Regions from separate parts of the Sus scrofa genome. Here region 1 is linked to region 2. Evidence: chromatin contacts called from public Hi-C data. All regions are on one chromosome and are shown on one strand. Each heading gives the region's core, a stretch centred on a gene start, on an enhancer-like site or on the middle of the called end of the contact. The rest is flanking DNA. Distances are from core to core; before and after follow the strand shown.

The links. A called contact is a pair of places that touch in the nucleus more often than the background predicts.
Region 1: a contact with region 2 is called in a Hi-C map of subcutaneous adipose tissue, with 1.7 times the contacts expected there. The contact joins the enhancer-like site here to the promoter of GALNT16 in region 2. A contact is called at or near these places in 11 of 47 Hi-C or Micro-C datasets (alveolar macrophages, fetal heart ventricle, heart right ventricle and 5 more) and 1 of 2 datasets of contacts at active chromatin or transcription factors (skeletal muscle).

Annotation. Positions count from the first base shown.
Region 1 is chr7:92,994,693-92,999,280 of Sscrofa11.1, forward strand. The region is part of intron 1 of GALNT16 (polypeptide N-acetylgalactosaminyltransferase 16); the gene reads left to right. Among named protein-coding and RNA genes, the nearest start is that of GALNT16, 68 kb to the left of the region's middle. Within about 2 kb of position 2,064, at least 19 of the 83 cell types and tissues checked have an H3K27ac peak or open chromatin away from gene starts, as enhancers often do. A contact at or near this core is called in retroperitoneal adipose tissue, skeletal muscle and subcutaneous adipose tissue, where this site is marked.
Region 2 is chr7:92,927,174-92,931,695 of Sscrofa11.1, forward strand. It overlaps GALNT16 (polypeptide N-acetylgalactosaminyltransferase 16), which reads left to right and starts at 2,199. Exons shown (of 15, transcript NM_001244918.1): 1 at 2,199-2,506. The coding sequence starts at 2,330.

The DNA of each region.
Region 1 (4,588 bases), core at 814-3,313, 67 kb after region 2:
CAAAAGACAGGTAGGTAGTAACTAGATAGATACAGAGAGGCAGAAGAAACAGCCAACACGAACTAGTTCGAGAGAGAGAGAGAGAGAGAGAGTGAGAGAGAGAAAAAAAGACAGGTAGGTAGTAAGTAGATAGATACAGAGAGATAGAAAAAAACCCAAGTGAATTTGGATCAGATATAACTGGCTCCAGGGATCCCAAACAGTATCATTAGAGCTCTTTCTTTCCATCTCTTGGCTCTGATTTTTTTCTTCTTGGGTTCTCTTTCCATGTGACAGGCAGGAAGGCTCCCACCTCCCAATTTTAGCAGTGCAGATAAAAAGAGCTCATCTCATAGAAAAATCTCAGAGTAGACGCTGATTGGCCCAGATCGAGTCAGATGACTGTTCCTGAACCCGTCCCCTCCATCTGGGAGTGCAGTGATAAGATCAAGCTTAGCCTAGGTCTTGTGCCCATCCCATGATGTGATGGAGGTGTTGGTGGGATTGGAAGGCAGTAATTAACAGCCCTGCCAGGAGCACGTGAGTGAGAAGGAGTCCCTAAAACAGGGGCCTCCCCTTCCACCTCTCGGTCCCCCTCAATTCTAAGTGTTGTGTTAGCCAAGTGGAGCTTATCATCATGACAGCTCATCCCTTGCTTACCCATTAGCCATTGTTTTTTTTTTTTCTTTCAGGTGCCTTTCATATGAATATCATTTATTCATTATTACATATGTGCTCTACTGTGCTTGTGTCTTATGTCTAGCATAACACCAAAAGAAGACAAAATTATTATATAAAAATAAATATAAATAGCAGTTCTCTTTTCTTCTTACATCCTAATGGAATCTCTTGTACTCCCCAACTCCCACATCCACTCCTCTAGGCATCTGCCACAGACTCAGCTGGCACACAGGGCATATTGTAGGCATCAGGCAGACAGCCATTGCTTTTGAGTCCCATTGAGCGCTGTTCTGGGCTTTTGGATCCAGCATTCAACGAAACAGACAATCCCTGCCCTGGTGAAGCTTATATTCCTGTGGGAATTAGCAGTCAAATACATAACACAAAGAAGCAAAATACCCATAGAACATCCCATGGTGGGAGTTCCCATCGTGGCTCAGTGGAAATGAATCTGACTAGTGTCCATGAGGATGCAGGTTCCATCCTTGGCTTCGCTCAGTGGGTTAAGGATCCAGCATTGCTGTGAGCTGTGGTGTGGGTCACAGATGAGGCTCGGATCTGATGTTGCTGTGGCTGTGGTGTAGGCCAGTGGCTACGGCTCCGATTTGACTCCTAGCCTGGGAACCTCCATATGCCAAGGGTGCGGCCCTAAAAAGACAAAAAAAAAAAAAAAAAATCCAATGGTGCTAGGCGCTATCCAAAAACACATCAGGCAGGAGGAGAGGGAAGATGAGGGCAGTGCTGGGCCCACAGTTTTACAGATGGTGGGTGGGGCAGACTCACAAAGAGGCGAGGTTTGAGCAGAGCTGTGTGGGGCAAGGTGGCTGGGGTGGAGGGAGCCATGCAGACATCTGGGAGAAGAGCCTTCCAGAAGGAAAGCAGAAGGAACAAAGGAGCTAAGGGGAAGAGTGCTGGCAGGCTCAAGGAACATCAGGAGGCCAGTGTGACTGGAGCAGAGCCAGGGGTGGGGCAACAGTAGCCTCTGAGTCCAGAGAGATGACGAAGCGTTAGCTCATAAAAAGCCTCCTGGGCCACTGTGAGTACTGGGCTTGTACCCTGAAGGAGAGCGAAAGCCACCAAAGGTCATGTGTTGTGTCAGAGGATCCCATTTGTTCACCGTGGTTTTTCTCCCAGTTGATTATAAGTAGGTGAGAGCAGGGACTCTGTCTAGGGATCTATTCCTTCATTCACTCACTCACTCATTCATTCCTTTGTCCAATAAACATCTGTTCACTACCTACCATGTGCCAGGTGCTGGGAGCTCACGATCCCATGGAAAAGAAAGCCCAATCAAGCACAGGTGTCAGTGCCATGTGGCCTAAGAATCCCACAGACGGCCTCCAGTGCCCTCGTCCGCTCCAGAAAGGGCAGCAGTGTGAGTCCCGTCCAGCAGCTCTGACTGGCTCCAAGCCCAGGACCTCAGGTCTCTCGGGCGGATCCAGATATAGCTCCTTATGGGCCCGCAGCCCGGAGCCAAAGGATGCGTTTTCCCCTTGCCGATATGCTTCGTAAGCAGTGTGGCTGGGAGGACAGGACAGGACAGCACAGCACGCTTCCCGTTTAGAGGAGGGGAGAAGGGAAGCAGCATTCATGGGTCACCAGCGTGTGGTGCCTGCGCCAAGGCTGGACTCCTGCCCGAGCTGGGGTTGCAGTGGGTGAGGTTCCACGGCCAGTTCTCCGGTTACCTGTGATCTAAGTTTGAGGGTGGGAGTTTCTTCATGATCCTCCAAGGCCACACCTGGCATGGGATGGAGGACAAAAGGAGGTGATCTAGTGTCCTAGATTTTTCTTCTGGGGCCGTACTTTTTATTTATTTCCATCCTCCCAGATTCATGGTATCTGCACAAAGTAGACTTTCAGTAAATAGCTTTTTTTTTCTTTTTGTCTTTTTAGGGCCACACCCACGGCATATGGAGGTTCCCAGGCTAGGGGTCGAATGAGAGCTGTAGCCACTAGCCTACACCACAGTCACAGCAATGAGGGATCTGAGCCAAGTCTGCAACCTACACCGCAGTTCATGGCAATGCCAGATCCCTAACCCACTGAGCAAGGCCAGGGTTGAACCCTTGTCCTCATGGATACTAGTTGGGTTTGTTACAGCTGAGGCATGATGGCAGAACTACCTTTTGTTCTTTTCTTTTTCTTTTTTTGTCTTTTTAGGGCCAGTAATCTGTTAACACTAGTGGTCTGTGCCTAAGATGCTGCCTGGATGTGCAGGGCAGGGGTCTGCAGCGGGCTGCGGAGCATGGGGGAGGGCACTGGGGATGACCCATCGATTTGTTACCTGGGGGACCAGGCTGGTAGGACTTCCCATCATTGCCACAGGCAGTACAGACATGGCTGCTTTGGCGGGGGTTGATGAAGAATTCATTCTGAGGAGTTCCCGTTGTGGCGCAGCGGTTAATGAATCCGACTAGGAACCATGAGGTTGCGGGTTCGGTCCCTGCCCTTGCTCAGTGGGTTAACGATCCAGCATTGCCGTGAGCTGTGGTGCAGGTTGCAGATGCGGCTCGGATCCCAAGTTGCTGTGGCTCTGGCGTAGGCTGGCAGCTACAGCTCGGATTAGACCCCTAGCCTGGGAACCTCCATATGCCGCGGGAGCAGCCCAAGAAATGGCAGAAAGACAAAAAATAAAATAAAATAAAATAAAATAAAATAAATTAAAAAAAAAAAGAATTCATTCTGAGGCGTTGAGTTAGAGATACCCCTGGGACACTCAAAGGCCTGGAAGTCTCAAGGTCAAAGACCAAGGGCTACGGGAAAGGAGAGTTCAAGAGCTGGAGGGAAATGCGCTGTGGTGTGGGCATGAGAACTGGTTAGATACCAGGTGGAAGAGCTCAGGGTGGTGATGGGGCGAGGCTAGGGAGGGGCCAGATAGAAAGGTCACATCCTACCCGTCCTCAGCATCCCCTCCCCTTGGCTGTCGCAGGGCCAACGGACACTTCCTACAGCATCTTTGATGAGGTCTAGTTCAGTTTTGAGGCCTAGAGGAACTGCTTTCGAGATGCTCTTCCAGGACATTCTCTGTGGCCCCGAGACAGCTTTGGATGAAGGGCAGGAAGCAGAAGGCTGGGGATGCAGACGGTACCAGAAGCATTCCTTCCACTTTGGGGCATGTAGGTAGTGCTCAGTGGAGCTTTGCTGAATAGGTGGATGGATGAAGGAGTGAGTGGATTTAAGCATCCATAAACAAATGGATAATCAGGCGATCCTTGGAACTTACAGAGGGATGTTTAAGTGCCTGGTAGACGGGTGGCTTTTTTCTTTTTTTTTTTTTTTGCTTTTTTAAGGGCTGCACCCACCTTCTTCAAGGGCCTCCACCTGCCTATGGAGATTCCCAGGCTAGGGGTCCAATCAGAGTTACAGCCACTAGCCACAGCCACAGCCACATCAGATCTGAGCCTCTTCTGCAACCTACACCACAGCTCATGGCAACACCAGATCCTCAACCCACTGAGAGATGCCAGGAATTGAACCCTCAACCTCATGGTTCTTAGCCAGATTTTTTTCCACTGCGTCACGATGGGAACTCCATCTTCTTTTTCTTTTTTTTTTTTTTTTTTTTTTTTTTAATGGCCTCACCCAGCATATGAAAGCTCCTGGGCCAGGGATTGAATCCAAGCCAGAGCTGCGACCTACTGGATCCTTAACCCATTGTGCCAAATGTCAAACCCACACCTTTGAGGCATCCCACACCACTGCAAGCAGATTCTTAACCCACTGAGCCGCAGTGGGAACTCCAGATGTTTGATGTTTGCTCTTGATCAGTGTTTATTGTGCAGTGGAGGAGTGTGGGTTGAGGGCTCAGAGGTTTCTTGAGCCCACGGAGTGACCACAAGCCCTAAATAAATGAATATGGGTATTTCCCTCTGTTCACTTGCGGGATATTCAGTGGCATGCACTCCCTTTGGCAGCTTCTGCAGATTTT
Region 2 (4,522 bases), core at 949-3,448:
CCTTCTTTCTAGGATCACATTCTTTTATTATTATTTTTTTAAATTTTATGGCCACACCCATGGTATGTGGAAGTTCCTGGGCTAGGGATTGAATCCAAGCCACATCTGCAGCAACCAGATCCTTTTAACCCACCATGCCCAGCTGAGACTCAAACCCCCACTTCTGCAGTGACCGTAGCCATTGCAGCCAGATTTTTTTTTTTTTTTTGCCTTTTCTGGGGCCGCTCCTGTGGCATATGGAGGTTCCCAGGCTAGGGGTCTAATTGGGGCTGTAGCTGCTGGCCTACGCCAGAGGCACAGCAACAAGGGATCAGAGCTGCATCTGCGACCTACACCACAGCTCACAGCAACATCGGATCCTTAACCCACTGAGCAAGGCCAGGGGTCAAACCCAAAACCTCATGGTTCCTAGTCAGATTCGTTAACCATTGAGCCACGATGGGAACTCCATTGCAGCCAGATTCTTAGCCCACTGCACCACAGCAGGGACTCCCAGGGTCACAGTCTTGGTGGGGTCATTTGGGGTGTCCTAGTGGTTAGTCTTCTGAGTAAGGAAAGGGTATTACAGTCACAACGATGACCTTTCTGCAGCAAAAAACCCATTAGGGTTTCCTTTCTTCATTTCACTTCCTTCTAACAGAAATGCATTGAGCATCTATTACATGCTTCAGTCCTGCGGGCTGGGGAACCAGGGAAATGAGTGATGCTGATGGGGCGGTCAGGGGAAAACATGAACTGTGATTTCACCATTTGCCTGATTCTCGAGGCAGCTTCATTTAGAGGCCAGGACCCACATGAACCAGTGTCCAGGGGCACCAGCAAGATGCAAACTCCCTGACAACCATGCTCCTCACCTTCAAAGTCCTCCTGAGTCCAGACTCGCCCAGACTGGCCAATCTCAATTCCCACCAAGAACTTCCCAGCACCCCAGGCCCCAGTAATGCCAGGTAGCTCTCTTCCTTGAAAACATCAAGTGCTTTCATCCTCTGGACCTTTGCTCAGGCTGTTCAGGCAGCTGACACCCTGCCCTGTCCTCGCCTTGCCAGCCTCTTAAGAATCTATTCAAAGGATTTATCCACCTTCTGTGAGAAGCCTTCCCCTAAGACACCCTTGCAATACATTATGTCTTCCTCTGTGACCCCTGCTTGGTTTATTTAACATCTGTTCACTGAGTATCTGCTCTGTGCCCGACCCTGTGCAGGTCTCCTGGAACAGGGGTAGTTCCGCCTGGGATGTCAGTAGTTAACATCAGATTCTCAATGCCACCAGGGATGGGACCGAATCTCAATGATTTCTGTGTTTGTGTCTCTCACTCCCGTGTTTTGCACTTTGTGGAAAGTGTCAGACAGAGAGGTGGCTTCTAGACTGGGCTCTGCCCACTAATTAGTCGTGTGATCTTGGGCGAATCTTCCGGCCCCTCTGGTCTCCCTTCTTCCTGATGATAAAACCCCAGCGTTGTTCAGGGGACAACGAGGCAGGGTACAGGGAGGCATCACGAAAGCTGGGAGCTCCCGGCCAGTGAAAGAGGTGGGGTGACGGTACCCTATTCTCCGTTCACTGGCTCTGAAGCAGCGCCGCTTCCCCTTCGCTCTCTTCGAATGTCAAGTGCACCAGCTTCCAATCCCTCCTCGGGGCGGGCCCTCTGGCAGCTCGGAATCCTAGGCTGCGGAGGATTCCAGTGCAAACTCTAGACTCTACTCCCGCCCAGCCGCCCCTTCCCAAGGACTCGCCGAACACACCTTAAACCTCGCTCCAGAGCGCAGTTCAGAGCGCAGTCCAGGACCGCGGCTCCGCGGCGCGGGCCCGGGCCGGGGTCGCGCATCTCCGGTCGGTGACTCAAGGCCGCTGGGTCCGGGGGTGGGTGAAGGTAGGCGGGACCGACCAGCGCCGCGCGGAGGCAGCCGCCGGGAGCTCGGCCGCCCAGCAGTGGAAGCCGAGACTGGCTCTGGCCCATCGCCATTCCGCCGCGGGCGTCTGCCTCGCCCGGCCTTCCTCCCGCGCGGCTTCGCACCCGCCGCACTCCTCTCCCTGGGCGCAGCAGCCCCGCGGCCGGCGGGGGCTGGAGTTCGGGGCGGGCTCTGCGCGCGAATGAATGGGCGCTCGGGGGACGCGCGCGCCTGGGGCTGAAGGGCATTAGGACCATGAGGATCGCTCCGCGCTCCTGTCTCTCCCTATCACCCCCCCACCCCCACCTCTCTCCTTTTTCTGCGCTGCAGGACTGAGCAGCCCGGCGCGAGCGAAAACAAACAGCTGGGGCTGCGAGTGCCCCCTTTCCGGCCCCAAGAGCACGCCGGCCCGGGCCCCTACTCGGGGCGCTCGCCCGCCCACCATGAGGAAGATCCGAGCCAATGCCATCGCCATCCTGACGGTAGCCTGGATCCTGGGCACTTTCTACTACTTATGGCAGGACAACCGAGCCCACGCAGCATCCTCCGGCGGCCGGGGCTTGCAGAGGGCCGGCAGGAGGCCGGAGCAGCTCCGCGAGGACCGCACCATCCCGCTCATTGTGAGTACGCGCTGTGCGCGGGGCGGCCGGCAACGGAGGCGCGCTTCCTAGCCCCGCGCGGCTGCAGAGGGCGCGGGGCCGGGCCAGGGGCTGCGTGCCCGCCGCGCCCCGCCAGCATTGTATATGTTGGAGCATTCCTGTCCGTTGTTATGGCAACCGCTCTCGGGCTAGCGGGGCCAGGGCGCAAGGATGGAGGGAGGGTGACAGCGAGTGGGGGCTGGGAGAAAGTGCTGCAAGTTTGGTGGGCCCGGCGTCCGCGCACGACTGGGAACGTGGCCGCTTTCTCAACACTGCGCCGCCTGGGCCGGGGGCTGCCGGTGCGTTCCCCCGCCCTGGAAGGCAGCTGAACCTTGAGCGCAGACAGCCGGCAGTGGAAACCGCTGGGTGCTGAGCGCGTAGGTGGCCACGCGCACCCCCTCTCTAGCCTCCTGGGGGCAAAAGATGTGTGGCGGGGACGCGGGGTGAGGCTGGGTCACTAGGGGCTGTGCTGGACTTTGAGCTCCCTTTTCAGCCCGGGTAAACTTGAGTTTGCTTCTTTGGCACGGAGGACTCCCCGCTATTGGGGATGTCAGGGTCGCGGAAAGCTGTTGTCCAGTACACGTCCCCCACCCCCACACCAGTCCATCACGACGAGTGAACCAGCAGCGTCTGCGCCCAGGTTCGGAGATAGCCTCTCACGAGATGGGCCCGCGACGTCAATGCGAGCCGGGAAACCAAGTCGGCAGGGCAAGCGGGGTGGGGGGCCTCCGCGGAGGGGCAAGGGCGGGAGCGCCCTCCAGGCGCTCTGGGGACCTGGGCCAGCGCGTACTTGTCTCGGCCTCCGCCCAGGTAGCAAGCAGCTCGTGTGGCTGGGGCACCTGTTGAGACGGGAGGCTCCGGGACCCGCAAGAGGCTCGCTCCAGGCGGGCCGCGTTCTTTCGCTGCAGGGCTGCAGGCGAGCGGTGGGCGAGACTCTTGGGCGACAGCCGGGACGAATTGCTGGGCGAGGGCAGTCTAGCCAGGAGGAAGGAGAGCAAAGGGGCTGAGAGTGGGAGAGTGGAGCCGGGTGGCCATTCTGGAAGATCTGGGCCTGGGGCGGGAGGGCGGTGGGAGCTCCTGGAGAGGCGCAGAGTCAGGAGGGCCGAAGGCTGGTGTGGAGCAGAATCTGAGCTATTTGTACCAAGGCAGCTGAGCTCCAGGAATATAGTGTGTCTGTCGGGGCGTTGTGTGTGTGGAAGTGCTCTCATATTCCCATCTTGCGGCAGCTTCCGTGTCTTGTTACCCACCCAGAAAGAAGTAAAAATCCTCTGCCAAAGAATCGTATTTCCAGGCTTTGCCTGAGGAGACCTTGGGGTTTGCAGGGGAGTTTTCCCCAGCTCGACACCCACCCCCACCCCCAGCTTCCCAGATCCCTGAGGTCTCTGGGGGCAGCCTTATTACGTGGAGTGTTTCCTTCTAGGCTGAGGGTTCCTGCCACTAGGGCACTGTTTCCAAAGCACTTGTGGATGTTTGGACAGAAAGGCTGATGAAGAAAAAGCCTCCTCTGTAAAGATCCTGGAGTGCTGGGTTAGAGACACATTAGACAGATTAGAGTCGGAACTGGGCACTAGGGCTGTGGCCTGGGACCCTAAGGGAGGGTCCACAGTGGGGACTCTTCCCAACTGAGCTGCCTGGTTCTTACTCTCTGAGAGGGGCAGCTCTGGGCCAGGGTAGGCGGGCTTGGAATGGCAGGGGAGAGGCAGGCTGGCCAGATGTTCTGTCCTTCTCTGTGGTGACGTGATGGAGGAGGGTCTGAGCTGGAAGAGGGGGAGGAGGGGAGGGAGGAGGGGGAATGGAAGGCAGGAGCACCGGGAAACTGCAGCTCAGGAGCCCGCGGCTGGTCTCCTCACAGGTGCTTCGGTTTCAGAATCCCGGAAGACCATTCAGACCTGCGAAATGATGAAAGCCTGGGATTGGGGGGGTGTGTGGGTGGTGGTGGGGGTGTTGGGGATACTGGTGGAGGCTGATGGCACTTGTTTTGAAGGGTAGAAAGTGGAG